Linked DNA regions of Mus musculus: region 2 is linked to region 1. A link is a contact called in public HiChIP or PLAC-seq data. All regions are on one chromosome and are shown on one strand. The core of a region is the stretch at or near the end of the contact, and the rest is flanking DNA. Distances in the headings are between cores, read along the strand shown. Region 1 overlaps Swap70 (SWA-70 protein). Region 2 has its middle 17 kb from the start of Gm28863.

Region 1 (7,625 bases), core at 1,691-4,190:
GTACCCAAAACATTCTAAAATTGGTTATGGTGATGGTTATACAAAACCAGCCATACTAAAAACCACCAAAATGCAAGGTTAAATAGGCAAATTGCATGGAATGTGAATTTTCTGCCAACAACCCTGCTATTTTTAAACACATCATTTCTTTAAACCACATTGCTATTGCATTTACTGACCATGGTATTTAGGAGTATAAAGTCATGGTGGCTCTCAGCATGAAAGGCCTTATTCCCTCAAAAGTGCACAGTCTCAGCAAGGCACAGATAGAGGTGAGAGCCTATGAGTCCCTAGAGAGGTGCACATAGGACAATGGGAGTGCAGGGTCATCCTGAACAACTGAGTAAATCTGAGATCAGACTGGGCTACATAAATTGTTTCAAACCATCTCCTCTCCCTCCAAAAAGAAGGGATTTATAAATACGATGAAAAGCAATTTAGCCATTGTGGTAAATTAAAACTACTTAATTTTCAGGCTGGAGAAACAGCTTAGCAGTTAAGAGCGCTGGCTGCTCTCCCAGAGGGCCTAGATTTGACTGCCAGCACCCACTTGGTGGTTCACAATCACCTATAACTCCAGTTCCAGAAGATCTGACCCTCTTCAGCTCTGCAGGGACACATACAGTATGCATACAGACATACAGGAAAAACACCCATACATATAAAATAAAATTTTAAAACTTTAAGGTTTCTTTTTTTTAACCTACTTACTTTAGAACAACATAGGTAGATGCAGTGGGAAAGAACATGGACCAGTCTGGGCTAAGGACAGATGAGAACGCTAGAGAGATGAGTTTAGCCATTAACAGAAGAGACCAAGGAACAGATGTTTATGGGGTTCAAGATGACTCTCTGGTTAAGAGCCCTTGCTACTCCTCGAGGAGACCCCAGTCCCCTCCCATCTGTGACTCCAGGTTTGGTGGAGCTGCTTCTGGCGTCCTCTGGCACTGCACGAATGTGGTGCACAAGCGTGCGTGCAGGCAGAATGCTCATGCACATAAAATAAATAATTCTTTTGAAAAGTTTTTAGCAACTTTGAAAAAGAACAGGTTTTATGTAGGTACTGTAACTACCACATGAGCAACAATCATGGCAAGAAAACATAAAAAAAGGAAAACTGCAGAAATGTGAGGCCAGAAGAGCAGAAGGGAGCTGTGAGGCCCAGAGGAAACACCACTGAGCTGAGACGCTGTGGTCTCTCTCTCTCTTTGCTCCCAAAGCACAGTTGACAACAAACCAAAGCAGATTCTGCTGGAAAGCACGGACATCCCCAACGTGAACTTGGCACGTGGCTGGCCACTGGTTTACTGGTTTTAGTCGGACAGCCCAGATGAGCCTTTAATACTCAAGGAGAAGAGTTGGCAACAGTGAGGGCCAGCAAGCCTAATGAGCCATGGATCTCATGGGAGAACGAGACTGTCTCAAAACATGCTAAGGCAGAACTCTGTGTAACTAATGAGACATAGTTTTTAAAAAGTAATATCCGAGCCAGGCAGCGGGGGCACGCCTTTAATCCCAGCACTCAGGAGGCAGAGGCAGGCAGATCTCTGTGAATTGTAGGCCAACCTGGTCTACACAGCAAATTCCAGGGCTACACAGAGAAATCTTGTCTCAGAAAAAATAATAATAACTGACCAACGTCTTCAATTATTTACCATCAAGTAATCCAAGTATAATGTTTTCAAAAAGAGGAGGAGGGTGAGAAGGAAAGAGGAAGGAAAAAGAAGGCCTTTAAAACTAACAACAACAACAAAAAAAAATCTACAAAATTAATACCCAGGCAAAATATTTGGTAAATAACAATGGACTGGCTAACCATCTGAAGTCTCAGAAAAACTGAAAGTAAATTCTGTCAGTGTGACTAACATCAGGAATGTGTATATGGCAGTAAATCCAGATGCCAAATACGAAAGCTACTTTTCAGAAAGCAGGTTTCAATGTAATGCATTTCAGGGCCCAGACTACCCAGAGTAAAACTCCCAGGCAACAGCAGCCGGTGTAGGGAAAGCAACCAGTGGACACAAAGAAACACTAAAGAGATCTTAAAGCACCTGAGACAACTGGGTGGGAGCCGAGATGGTCTGAGATTATTAGGTTTCAAAGTAACTCCAACCCTACTTTCAACCATCACATCCCTTATGTAGAAAATAATAATAAGAGTAGTAATAATAATAGTTCTGAAAAAGAGGATTTAGTCTTTAAGAAGACAGTTTAAAAAAAAAAACTGGGAGAAGTTAAATGGTTTAAGTTCAAATTCTGCTTACAGGCCAGCAAACGGGCTCGGTGAATAAAGGTGCTTGCCACCAAGCCCGAAAACTGAGCTCAATCACCAGAGCCCACAGTGGAAGAAGAGCACGTCTACACGTTGACCTCTAACCTCCACAAGCACACGTACCCTCTTCCTCTTCATACAGACAATAAACACATAAAAACGTAACTTTAAAAGTTGATCTAATCTATTTGCCCTTTATTGACTAAGCTACTTAGTCAGGCTCACCATGGGATCCGCCAAGCTGTATGAACCGGAACAGCTCCTACTCCCATGCATAAGGAACAGCAATCCTGCTCCTCTTACCACTCCTCACACTACTGGGTTTTTTCCTCCCCAACACAAACTTCAAGACAAGATGCTGATCTTTGCTGATCTGAGCCTACTACATGGAAACCCTGCGGCTTTCCTTGGATGGGGTCAGCTTCCGCTCCAGGTGGCCAGGCACACTGTCCTATCACAGCCTCACTGGCCGCGTGACAAGGCTCTGCTCCAATTCTGTTGTCTGCTGGGGAATGTTTCCTCCCCAGTTCTAGGACTTCGAAGTATCAGACTATGAGAGTGTCTTAAAACGCAAATCTAAAAATATACTCCAGCAAGGGGACACAGTCCTGTATCAGAGCACAGAATTCCAGAATATGAGGCCGGCAGACCATGCCCCGGCCACTGACTCAGCCCACGCTAATCCTGGTGCTGGAAAACAAAGCAATTTCCAGACTTCTGAGAATTCCGTGGTATGTCTCATAACATTAATAACACAAATAATTCTCCTTACTGCCTACAAGTTCTGTTTATTTTTATTTTAGAAATAGGGTCTTATGTAGCCCAGGCTGGCCTTGAAATTACTCTGTTAGCTGAGGGTGCCCTTGAATTCCTAATCCTCATATATTTACCTCACAAATGAGAGAATTATAGACATTTACAGCTACTCCCAGGTGCTAGCTATAATTTTTAAGATTATGCTTGGGCATGGTCATGCATACCCTTAATGCCAGCACTCTAAGAGGCAGAGGCAGGTCACTGTGAGTCTTGGACCAGCCTGGTCTATGTAGCAAGTTCTAGGACAGACAGGGCAATGTAGAGGGACTTTGTCTCAAAAAAACAAAAAACAAAAAAACCCATAAGGTATAGAGGGTTGGTTCAAACGTACCTTAGGGTATGCAACCTCAACCTGATGCTGCATCCCTTTAATACAGTTAGTTCCACACACTACAGTGACCCACACACACACACACCATGAAATTCTCTTGTTGCTACTTTATAACTGTAATTTTGCTACTCTTATGAACCGTGATGTAAATATTTAAGATACAGGATACCTGTTATGGGACCTCAAAGGGATCAAGACCCAAGGGTTGAAAAACCACTGCTTTAGGGTGTGTCTGTTACACCACTCCCAGAGAGGATTAACTTAGAAGAAATAGCCCATCCAGATGCGGGTGGCACCATTCCACTGGCTTTAGAATTAGGCTTAGCAAAAAGGGGAAAAGAGAGAAAATGAGCTGAGCTCTAGCAGTCATCCTTCCCTCTAATCTGCTTCCTGGTCTGCACAGATGCAAGCGAGCAGCTTCATACACCTCTGCTGCCACAGCTGCGAGCCCCTCCTACTGCTAAGCTGTAAGTCATGATGAACCATACCACAATAAACCAGGAGCCAAAGTATCTCCCCCCTTAAGTTGCTTCTTGTCAGGCATTTGCACACAGTAACAGGACAGGAGCTAGTGCTCACCTTAGGATAAGTCCACCATGCAGTTTGCTGGGTGATATCGACCCAGTAACAATAATTATCCCTTTACTATCCTGTTTGACTCCAGCACACTCACTCTCTAACAACCACTGTCCACACTGAGGAACCCTACTTTCTAGGATAGGTAAAGCATCCTGAGAGAAGACAGACACAGAGTAACACAGGCACATTTTTAATTTCAAAAAAAGGAACCAAGCTGGAGGAATCAGACAGAAAGAGAAGGCAGAGCAGAAGCCTCAGCCTCCTCTCTCCCTATCTCCTGAGGCCTCAGCGCCCAGCTTCTTGTTTGTTTGTTTGTTTGTTTTTGTTTTTCAAGATAGGGTTTCCCTGTGTTGCCCTGGCTGTTCTGAAATCCAGAGATCTACCTACCTCTCTCCGCCTCCCAGAGTTCTGGCACTAAAGTCATACACCACCGTGTCTGGCTTCATACCTGGCTTCTTAATGTGCTCACCAACACACCAACAAGGGCTGCCCTGGCCCCACTTGATGCACAAAACCAAAAAAAAAAAAAAAAAAAGCTGTGGGTAAAAGGGTTAGCAGCATACCTTTTCCAAAATGAACTTGTTTAAATATGGCATGTAGCCCTGATTGGAGACAGGCCCCTCATCGTCATCCCTAAAGTGCTCCTCAAGGGCAACCGGGTCATGTGGAACCTTCAGCACCGTGCACAGGTTATGGGAAAGGACCTAAGAGGAGGGAAAAACAACACTGTAAAGACACCCGCTTACCACCACGTAACACCTTACCCACGTGAACAACAAGCTGCCCCTGCTCTAAGTAAAAAATGAGAAGAATCTACCAAACATGGGGTATGGCTCAAGTCTTTTCATTCCTTTTTCCAAGATCTGTTTCACCTGCTCACCATGAGTCAGACCCCATGAAGGTCTGAGAACAAATACTTCTTGACGGTTCTTATTAAGTAGTCCACATTATGGAGGAAAGGGGAGCAGGCACAATAGAATGCATTTAAAATTAAACTCTTCCCCTCGTCAACCTGCTTGGCCATGAGAATTTGTTTACAGAAACTAACAAATGCTGTAAAGCGTTTTGGAGAAGGTATCTGACCTAGACAAGACACAGCTGCCCTGGACTCAACATTTCCCATGTATTAGAAAGAACCATATTAACATAGCCTTTGGGAAGCTCCAGCAGAAGACTGTGAGTCTGGAGTCAAACGGGGCAACGAGTTTCAGGCCAGACTGGCATATCCCTAGTCTCAAAACCAAAAAGGATAAATATTCACAGACACAGAAGAAAAAGACGGCTAGCTAGAGATGCACCTCAGTGGCAGAGTGCCTGCCTCGTGTGCGGAGGCCCTGGGCTACATCCTCAGCAAAAGGGGTCGGGGGACCAGAGCGGAAGGGAGGAGACCTGTTATGCCAGAGCACACACACAGGACTACTGCTGTGGCACAGTAACCTAAGTGCACACTTAAGCACTCATGAGAGACTCAGCAAACTCACCTGTCTCAAGCTTTAAGTTACATGGAAACTAGAGCAACTTCCATTTCGTTTGAATACTGAACAGATCAAGTAAGGTTAAGGCTGTGCTAACTAACTACTCTTTGCCACATTCGCTGGACATAGCTGCGAACTCTAGTCCTTTAGTCCCAGAGGCAGGTGGATCTGAGTTCAAGGTCAGCCAGGGCTATACAGAGAAACCCTGGTGGGGACGGAGGGCGCCACATTCATCTACATAAGCACCTTCAATTTCATTAAGGAAGTCAACTTCTGCATACACCTATTTCAGTTAGGTCTTTTTAAGATTAAAAGTTTTAATCTATAAAAAGAACATTTGCATATCTCCTTTCTATACTGGTTTTGTTTCTCAAAGCTTCATCTGTGTGGAGATCCTTTGTGCACGCTCTATCAATTTTAAGGAAGTCAATTACTAATCGTCGCGGGTGCAGCAGTGCAGACGTTTACCAGCCCTACCAAGCAGGCTGAGCGGCTGTGTTCCTCAGACCCTGTATTATTATACACCAGTGGAGCCTCTGAGAGGAACACAGTAGAGATGTCATGAAGCCTTGCACACCACAGTCAGCAAAATCCTAAATATATTATTTCTTCTATCTATCCCAAAGAGATTTGTAAGGATTGATTTCAAGACCATAAAATGCTTAAAATGACAAAGAAAAATTCCTATATCAGGTTCAAAGACCATCCAAACATAAAAATCACTCGGGACTTTACCAAGTAAAAATCCCCAACCAGTGGTTAAATTATGGTATGTCTATAAAATGTCAAAATCATGATGAAGCTCACTGTGTACTGACAAGAAAATAACTCCACGATAAACTACGTTTTTTTAAGGGTATATAATATTCAAGTGTCACAAGATAAATGAAAAGAGAGAAAAAAATAAGGAATTCCAAAGGAATACACAGGAAACTATTAACAGTGAGGGAAAGGACTAGGTTGGTGGAAGGCCAGGGATAGAAAACAGGACTCATAGCAGCTCCTTAAAAAAAAAAAAAAAAAAAAAAAAAAAAGTTCTTTGCTTTTGTTGTCTAGGTTATTGTCTCCTGTTCTTGGATTTGAAGCCAGGGCTTGACACATGGCTAAGCAAGCACTCTACCTCTGAACTACACCCTACTCTGCACCTCTCATTTTGCTTAAGAAGAAAAGAAAAGAAAAGAAAAGAAAAGAAAAGAAAAGAAAAGAAAAGAAAAGAAAAGAAAAGAAAAGAAGAGAAAAGGAAAGAAAGGAAAGGAAAAAGGAAAAAGGAAAAGGAAAGAAAAGAAAAAAGAAAAAGAAAAAGAAAAAGAAAAAGAAAAAGAAAAAGAAAAAGAAAAAGAAAAAGAAAAAGAAAAGGAAAAGGAAAAGGAAAAGGAAAAGGAAAAAGGAAAGAAAAAAGGTCATGGCCTGCGAGATGGCTCAGAGAGCTTGCTGTTCACACATGAGCAAATCCTAACACCCAGGATCTAAGGCAACTGTGGGCACATGAGCTTGTAATACCTGCCCCGTGGACAGCAGGGACGGCAGCGGCTTGTAATCCCAGTGCTCTGGAGGAAGGTTAGGAGGGGAGCGTCAGGATAGACTAGCTGGAATTGGTTCTGGATTCAGAGTACAGAGCAGTTAAGGAAGATACCTAGCATTAATTCTGAGCCACCAAAACATATGCAGCCATGTGTACACAAACCACACACACACACACACCTTAGGATACGTGGGTGGGGGATCTGGGATACAGCTCAGTTGGCGGAATACTTTGCTGACATGCACAAGGCCCTCTGTTTGATGCCCATCATGGCATACACTATGCACAGTGGCACATGCTTATAATCCCAGCACTTAGATGTGGAGACAGGACAATCAGTTCACGTCATCCACAGCCAACTTCTGAGTTCAAAGCCAGCCTGGGATATCTGAGACTTGAGACCCCCACCTTCTCAAAAAAAAAAGGATAAATAAAGGTGACAAGGTAAATAGAAAACATAAAATACGATGTGAAAATAGCTGATTAAAGCAAAGCTCTGCACTTGGAGAAGCAGCTCAGAAGTTAAGAGTACTCACTGCTCTTGCAGACCTGGGTTAGATTCCCAACACCCACTCGGTGGTTCACAATCATCTCTAACTCCAGTTCCAAGGGATCTGATGCCCTCTCTGG
Region 2 (7,625 bases), core at 2,114-4,613, 400 kb before region 1:
AAGTAAAATGACTACGAAGAATACTAGGAAACCAAGGGAGTCTGGCTGGAATGAGTCTTGGCTCCCTTTTGTAAATATATGGTTGAGGTTGATGAGTCACAAGATTCAATTTAATTCAACAAATTTTTATTGAGCATCTACCATGTACAAGGTATTGGGTCAGGGCCAAAATTCCAGCGGTAGAAACATCACGGACAGTGTAACTTGATCTCATTAAAGTACCACACAAAGCCTCTCTGGAGCCAGAGCTGGCAGAGCTCCAGGGGACAAACAGCATAAGACTATTATGAGAAAGCTGGGCGTGGTGGGCGCACACCTTTAATCCCAGCACTCGGGAGGCAGAGGCAGGTGGATTTCTGAGTTTGAGGCCAGCCTGGTCTACAAAGTGAGTTCCAGGACAGCCAGGGCTATACAGAGAAACCCTTTCTTGAAAAACCAAAAATGAAAAGAAAAAAAAAAAAAGACTATTATGAAGTGGGTTTCCAGCTTCTTTCTGGATCTCTGAAAGGCTAGCACAAAGTTTGTCTTAGCTGCTAGATAAAGAAGCAAGATGTAAGCTGGCCTGTGATTCATTGAGGACCATTTGTAAAACTTCTGTCCTTAGCTCACAAAAAAACCTCAAGAGCACAGATTCACAGGGATTCCTGGCTTGGTAGCTATTCATGTAAAAAAATAAATAAATAAAATAAATAAAAACAACCAGGCTTTTAATTGACCACAGATTCATTCTGAGGCATTAATGGAATGTGGCTGATAAAAACAAAGGCTAGGTCAACTCCTGAACACAGCCATAAATCTACTGTGCAGATAAGAGGGTGGCAGTTTGATCCTGTTCTAGGCAGACCACACCGGAGCTCGACTTCCACACTAAGGCATTCATCTCCCTCTTGGAACGTGGCACTCTTGACCCATATATTTCTATTTACAATGATCTGTTTTCCAGAAGTGTGTGTGCACTCATAGACAAGTGCCATGGCGTGCATCAGAGGTCAGAGAACTTGTAAGAGTCATTTTCTCCTTCCACCACTGTGGATTAAATTCAAGTCATTAGACTTGGCTCAAAGAATCTTTACCCACTGTCCCATCTCACTGTCCCTCCACCATCACCCCACCCCCCACTTGACCCCATTTTTTGTGAAATGTTTTCTTACACACTTTTCCCATCTTCTAGCATATTCTTTAAAACACTATATGTGAGAAGACAAATGAGCTCTTTACTCCCCCATACAGAGGGGGATAACAAAGTTTCCCTATCAAGAAACCCGGTTCCTTTCTGAAAATTCCATCATGCTGGCTGAGTTAACTTATTCTGTTATTGTAGTCTCCTCTCCTTGGGAACCTGGGCCTAAATCTCTAAGTCACACACTAACTGAAAATCTGATTTTCAGCTGTTATGTGTACTCTAATTTCCCACTCCTTAACTTAACTAGGTAAGTTGTTCTTCTCAGATTCCTAGTCTTCCTGCAAAGGCATAAAAGACCGGTCTTAGCAAACTCCTGTAGGAATCTAAACCTACCATTTCATCTGAGACCTATGAGCAAAGACATTACCAGAGCAAAACTATAGAAGTTTCTCTCTGCCCCTCCAGTAAATAGTTCTTCCCTGGCCAGGGATCCATCTCAACTCTCACTTCCCCTTCCATCCCAGTCCTGATGAGAAGGGAGGGTTGGGGGAACACTGAAGGGAGGAGGAGGAAAATGAAAACAGAAAAAGAGGAAGGAGCCAGGCCTGAGATCCTGCCCCTAATCTCAGCATCAAGAGATGGAAGCAGCAGATTACATAAGGAGGCCCTGTCAAAGACTAAAGATAAGAAGGGGGCAGGCTCAGATGGTTAAGAGCACCAGGTGCTTTTCCAGAGGACCTGGGGTGGGTTCCCAGCACCTATGTGGTAGCTCACAACTATCTTTAACACCAGCTTGAGGGGATCTGCTGCCCTCTTCTGGCCTCAGAGGGCATTCACATGGTGCTGATGTGCGTGGGCTAAACATCCACATGCATAAGATAAAAATAAATTTCACAAACACCTAAAATAGCCTAAGGAAGGAAGGGTCTATTTTTGCTCACAGTTTGAAAGTACAGTCCATTGTGGTAAGGAAGTCGATGGTGTCACAGCACAGAACAGCTGGTCACATTGCATCTAAGTCAGGAAGCAGAGAGAGGAGTGCCATGGCCGGGTTCAGCGTTTTTCCTCCTTATTAGTCAGTCTGGACCTGAGCCCAAAGGATGGTGCTGCTCAAATGCAGAGTGGAAGGCACCAAGTCAACCCTCTACAAAGCTGGGGTTAACTTTGAATTCACATATCACACCGTATCCTACAGGGCTCAGTAAATGTCTCTATTGCCTACAACGTTATGCCCAGAACACTTCATTATAAGTCCGTTCTGGGTCCATTCAGTGGTATGGGATAGCCTGGGAATGTTGCCACAAAGTATAACATTGTTCCTCCTCAGGAATAGTCTTCCAGATTCCAAAGGACAGATTTGCAAACAGCCTTCTGGAGTGCAGCCCCGTGTACTGCTGGGAACTGCCTTTGTCCGACTTGTTTACTTGGGAAGAACTCCTCTGGACTTTGACCCCTGCAGCTGCCTGGAAGGAGGTAACCTGGCTTTAGCCAATCCAGGGTGCGGCCCGGCCAGGAGCAAAGTAAAGCTGGTAGCCACTGCTGCCTACTAAGACACCACATGGGCACTGCCACCACAGCTTGGGGTTGGGGGAGGGCAGACTGTTCAGAGGTCTGCAGCGCTGAGGAACCCACTTGAAGAGCACCAGTCTCCTCCCCACGCTTGCCGGTGATGGAAGAGAGACAAAGTTGACTCACTTGAAGAAGAGAGGCATCTACAGTTTTCAAGGACTACGGAGGAAAACCCTTCCTCTAAGCAGCTGCCCCGTCTCACTGCTGCTGAATTCCTCCCACAGGCAGCAATGGCTTTGAGTGTCAATGGCCGGCCCGAGCCACACTGGCCTTGAAGATTCCTAAGAGCTATTTTGAGTGATTTCACTGCTCGCGGTCCTGGCAAACTTATCCATTTTCAGACAATATTTAGATTCTGAGGTAAGTGTGAACTAGATAATGACCTTTCAAGCCATGGCACGATGTTCTGTTTAAAGCTTTCGTTTCTTCCTCAGAGCAACTACAAAGTCCTCTGACCCTTCAGCATGGCCTCCTGGAGATTTCCCTAAGGTTCTGCGCACACTCCTGTGCTGCGCGTGTGCGGAGGGTGGGGGTGGGGTCGTAATGACTGAGGGCAAAATCCTCACGTGTCTTGGGTCCTGAGGAACCAAATTGAACTTCTGAGATGCATAGTACCAAGGCATGGTCTGAGGCATTTCATGCTCTCTGGATGTTTTTAAGGCTGGCCTCAAAATACATGTGAGCATAGAGCAGCCGTCCCCCAGTGAGTGTAACTAGTAGTTGGCTGGCTATGGCTGAAACAATAGGCTATCTGCAACTTTACTTTTAGGTGACTCATCAGAAAAGCTATTTTAGACAGTCTGTAGCGAGTAAGATTACATTTGTTCTAAGAGAAACAGACCTAAGGGACAAAAGGCTAATTGCAAAAGTGCTCTTTTTCAGCTCAGAGAAGCCTTGCTGTATTTTCTTGACAGCATCTTAGTTACCAGACACAACAGAAGGCATAAAAGCTGGTATCAAAAACAATGGGAAACAATCATGCCCTGACACCACCCGGCACGCACACCACTTTGCTCATCAAAAGGCAAGCTTGTTGAAGAAGCAACGGCCTTGTCCACATGCTCATCATAGAGCCTACACATGCCCTTGTGTGGGAACCTTTGTCAGGCTGCGGCTATGGTGGCCTTGTGACCTGCCAATCGGTTGTCCAACCTTCTGATCATCTGGAGTTCTCTCAGCAGTTGCTATCCCCTCTCTCTCCACCAACTCAGGGTGAAGGAGCAGGTAGAACTTTCTGGCAGGAACTTGGAGCATAGGCTGAGTCTTCTGGGGTGAGCAAGAACACAGCAGATACAAGAGATGGTGGGTGGGCTCCCACAGATCTCCAAGCAATCCCAGGAAGCATTTAGCTTATTATTCACTAAACAGTTGTTCCCTGCCTGAAGATGAGAAGTGAAATGACCCAGGATCTTCTAGAACTAAGAGCTGTCATGAGTATCCCGAGAGGAAGGAAAAGCTGAAACCATTACCCCAGACCTGCAAGGGTTTTCCTGTCTTGGGTCCCCTCACTTTCCATTGCTGAGATCACATCAGCCCCCCAAGAGGAAATATTGCTTTAGTGGCTGGCCTCTTGCCATGGCTGAGCCAGGCTAGAACATTCCCAAAGCCTTTACACAACCCTAGAGAAGAACAACTGGACATAAACAAGAAAATGCATGAAACATAAACACAACACAAGCTTGTGAACCACAGTAACAGGGCAAGACACGGGTGGAAGGAATTTTGCGTGTTATGAGTTTTTGTGAATTTATCAAGAGCCATACTTACTCTAAAAGCAATGCATCTGTATTTTGAAGCCTCTATAGTGTACCTTTTGTCTCCTCGTCACACTCTAGTATGTATGCTTTGTATACCATGAGCTGTTCATCTGAGTAATTCTGAGAAGCCTTCCTCCTACTCCTTCCTCCCTTCCCCCACCCCCACCCCTACCTCCTCCAGGATTTCTGCAGATGAGTGCATAGGTGATCAGCTCAGTCATTCAATAAATGTGGGCCTAAGTAGGAGCTGTGGCGCAAGACATTGAGTAATGAGCCATCGTATACCTGGTCTTATCAGGCTCAGTCTGATAGGAGAAACTATCAAGGGTCATTTCCTTAATACTTTATGTCATCTAAAAACTATCAGATTTGACTTAAAAAAAATCAGATTTAGCTGAGCATGGTGGAGCACGCCTTTAATCCCAGCACTCGGGAGGCAGAAGCAGGCAGATTTCTGAGTTCGAGGCCAGCCTAGTCTACAAAGTGAGTTCCAGGACAGCCAGGGCTATACAGAGAAACCCTGTCTTAAAAAACCAACCAGCCAAACAAACAAACAAAAATAAATAAATAAATAAACAGATTTATATGAAAATCCATCTAACAGGCTCGTTAATCTCTGCCAATAAAAAAAAAAAAACAAAACAAAACAACAACAAAAGATCACTATTTAAAGAATTCCCAAAATCAATGATGATAACAGAAAGAAGTGTGCGTGTGAGTGCATCTTCCTGAAGACAGCAAAGAGGAAAATCCCACTTTCTAGAACTGTCAAGACAGGTGATGTCTGTCCTCTGTGCCTGCAATCAGATGACTAAGCGCCCCTGTCAGACCCATCCAAGCTTATGACTCTTAACTCTTTACCATTATCTCTACATCTAACCTGAACTCAGAGTCTATCACCTAAGAGTATTATCTTCATTTCCCTGGGGATGCCACTTCCTCAATCTGCCTCAGCTTCCTCAAAGAAGGCAAAGATAAGACATCTGATGATGTCACAAGTAAACGTGAGCTGAAGCCTGCTGGCCAGCTCTACTCGGAAGAGCATTTCCACTTCCGGAGCAGGGCAGGGGGTACTTACGAGGAATACTACCCATTGATACGTCCTTCAGAGAACAGTCTATGCAGGAGCCAGCCTTCAATTATGGCCCATATGGCATCACTGTCCCATGAGGAAGATACTCAAATTCTTAAGGGTTGGATCTTGCTCAAGGGCCCTGTAGGTCCTCCCTGGGTTCAGGGAGTCTCACCAAGCTTATTCTACTAGATGGGGCAGACAGCCATTGAACTAACTTAAAAGACAGCAAGCACCCATGGGACCCTACAGTTTATTCTAGCACACAGCAGACCTGCTGGTACAGAACTATGTAAACATACATTTCACAGCCCCCAAATTCCTCAAGGCACTTGGCAAAGATCAACTGATACACATGCCTAGACTAATTCCAATAATGTATTCCAAAGGAAACAGCAGGTGGCAGCAGAGGGTTACAGTTTTTCACTCTTTGGCATGGCATGAGAACAGAGTGTGGGGCATAATCACATCTGAGTCACCCCACTGGCCTAGAGATGGCTCGCCACCATTTTGTCATGTGAGTAGTGTAGAGTCCTCTCCAGTGGGCTCTGTGCATTTTAAAAAGAGACTCTCCCAAAAGCCCCAGTCCAAAGCCAGAAGTTTTCCTGGTTTCTGTGAGCCGAGCAGGGCAGCGACTGCCGGCAGGATTGTCCAGATCACACCGGCTCTAGCTATGCATCTTTCATAGCCTGTGACCCAATGTCAGGGCATTTTAGTTCACGGCTTCCTCACAAAGGAGAGGCCCTCAAAGAACATGGTGAAGTAGCGGAGTGCCTGACAAGTGAGTTTCCACAGCAGTGTTTTTGCTCCATTATGTTATCCAAAGCTAGAATGTAGGGGCTGAGAAAGGGAATTAATAGAACCTAAAGCTGAGGTACCTGGCAAGTTAGAGACCTTAGAAAGTCCCATCACAACCAGCAGCTGCTGTAGCACTGGGCTCATGGGCTGACAGAGTTATGATCACTCCCCCACTTGGCCCTGTATCTTCCTTGCCTTACGTAGTACTAGTGTGCATGTTGCAGTTGGAAGGTTTGCATTATAGTGCTGTGCTGGATTTTGCAGGCCAGTCCTTTGCTGAATTGCTTTGCAGGACAAGTAAGTAAGGACTGGAGCCTGCCAGATAGCTCAGTGGATAAGACTACTTGCTACCAAACTTGAGGACTTGAGTTTAATTAATCCCTGGGAACCAAAGGATTAAAGAAGGAGAGAACCAACTTCCACCTATTGTGTTCTGACCTCTACATGCACACTGTGGCATGCAAACATGCAGCACTCACATGCGAGCAGACAGACAGACAGAGACACACACACATTCACTCACACATGAAATACAAGCATTGTGAACTGTCAGTTTATTTCATTACAAAATGGTGCTCTAGTCGGGCTCCTTAGAAACACTTGGATTTAGCTGCTCTGTTTCCATCAAAAAATAAACTGAAACACTTATCTTTTAGAGGAGGGTAGAGGGATGGAGGGGAAGATGGAGGAGGAGGGACGGATGAAGGGGAAGATGGAGGAGGGAGGGATGAAGGGGAAGATGGAGGATTTTGCTCTTTGGTAAAATGAACAAAAATTACTAAAGAAAAAAAAATTGGAAATCTGGTTCCTAAAATCCTAACAGATCTTGCAAACAGATGTACTTGTGGGTTTTCTTTCTGAAAGTTGAGTTGACAGAAAACTGAGCCTTGGCCCTTTACAAGTTACATAACTGAACTTGCAGCATCCACCACTCCTGGGAGAGCCTCCGGAAAGGTGGTGTGGCAGATGGGGACAATATTCTGTGACTTAATGTGTGACTTCAACTTCAGATGTATGAGCTGGGTTTACTTTCCGACAGAAAACATAATCTTGGGGCTGGCTGGGAGTGTGGCTCAATGCCTGCCTAGGCTGTCAGTCACCAGCAATGTGCCCTGGTGTTACCGAAGTCGTGGCACATTCTTGCCATTCCAGTACCAGGGATGTGGAGGCAGAAAGATGAGAACTGGAAGGTCGTCTTCCACTATATGGTGAGCTCAAGGCCAGTCTGTACTACACAAGATCCTGTCAAGAAAGAGAATGAGAGTGGGACAGAGGAAGGAGGGGAGGGGAAAGCAGACAGGCAATG

What was found. HiChIP or PLAC-seq counts read pairs in DNA pulled down with a chosen protein or histone mark.
Region 2: a contact with region 1 is called in a CTCF HiChIP or PLAC-seq map of the NIH/3T3 cell line, with 5 read pairs. The contact joins two enhancer-like sites. A contact is called at or near these places in 1 of 39 promoter capture datasets (the SN4741 cell line), 1 of 15 datasets of contacts at CTCF or cohesin (the NIH/3T3 cell line) and 6 of 115 datasets of contacts at active chromatin or transcription factors (craniofacial prominence, differentiating embryonic stem cells, embryonic basal ganglia and 3 more).

What each region holds. Positions count from the first base shown.
Region 1 is chr7:110,240,461-110,248,085 of GRCm38.p6, reverse strand. It overlaps Swap70 (SWA-70 protein), which reads right to left. Exons shown (of 12, transcript NM_009302.3): 2 at 4,562-4,702. Among named protein-coding and RNA genes, the nearest start is that of Swap70, 23 kb to the right of the region's middle. Within about 2 kb of position 2,940, at least 29 of the 459 cell types and tissues checked have an H3K27ac peak or open chromatin away from gene starts, as enhancers often do. A contact at or near this core is called in the NIH/3T3 cell line, where this site is marked.
Region 2 is chr7:110,643,874-110,651,498 of GRCm38.p6, reverse strand. No RefSeq gene overlaps it. Among named protein-coding and RNA genes, the nearest start is that of Gm28863, 17 kb to the right of the region's middle. Within about 2 kb of position 3,363, at least 77 of the 459 cell types and tissues checked have an H3K27ac peak or open chromatin away from gene starts, as enhancers often do. A contact at or near this core is called in the NIH/3T3 cell line, where this site is marked.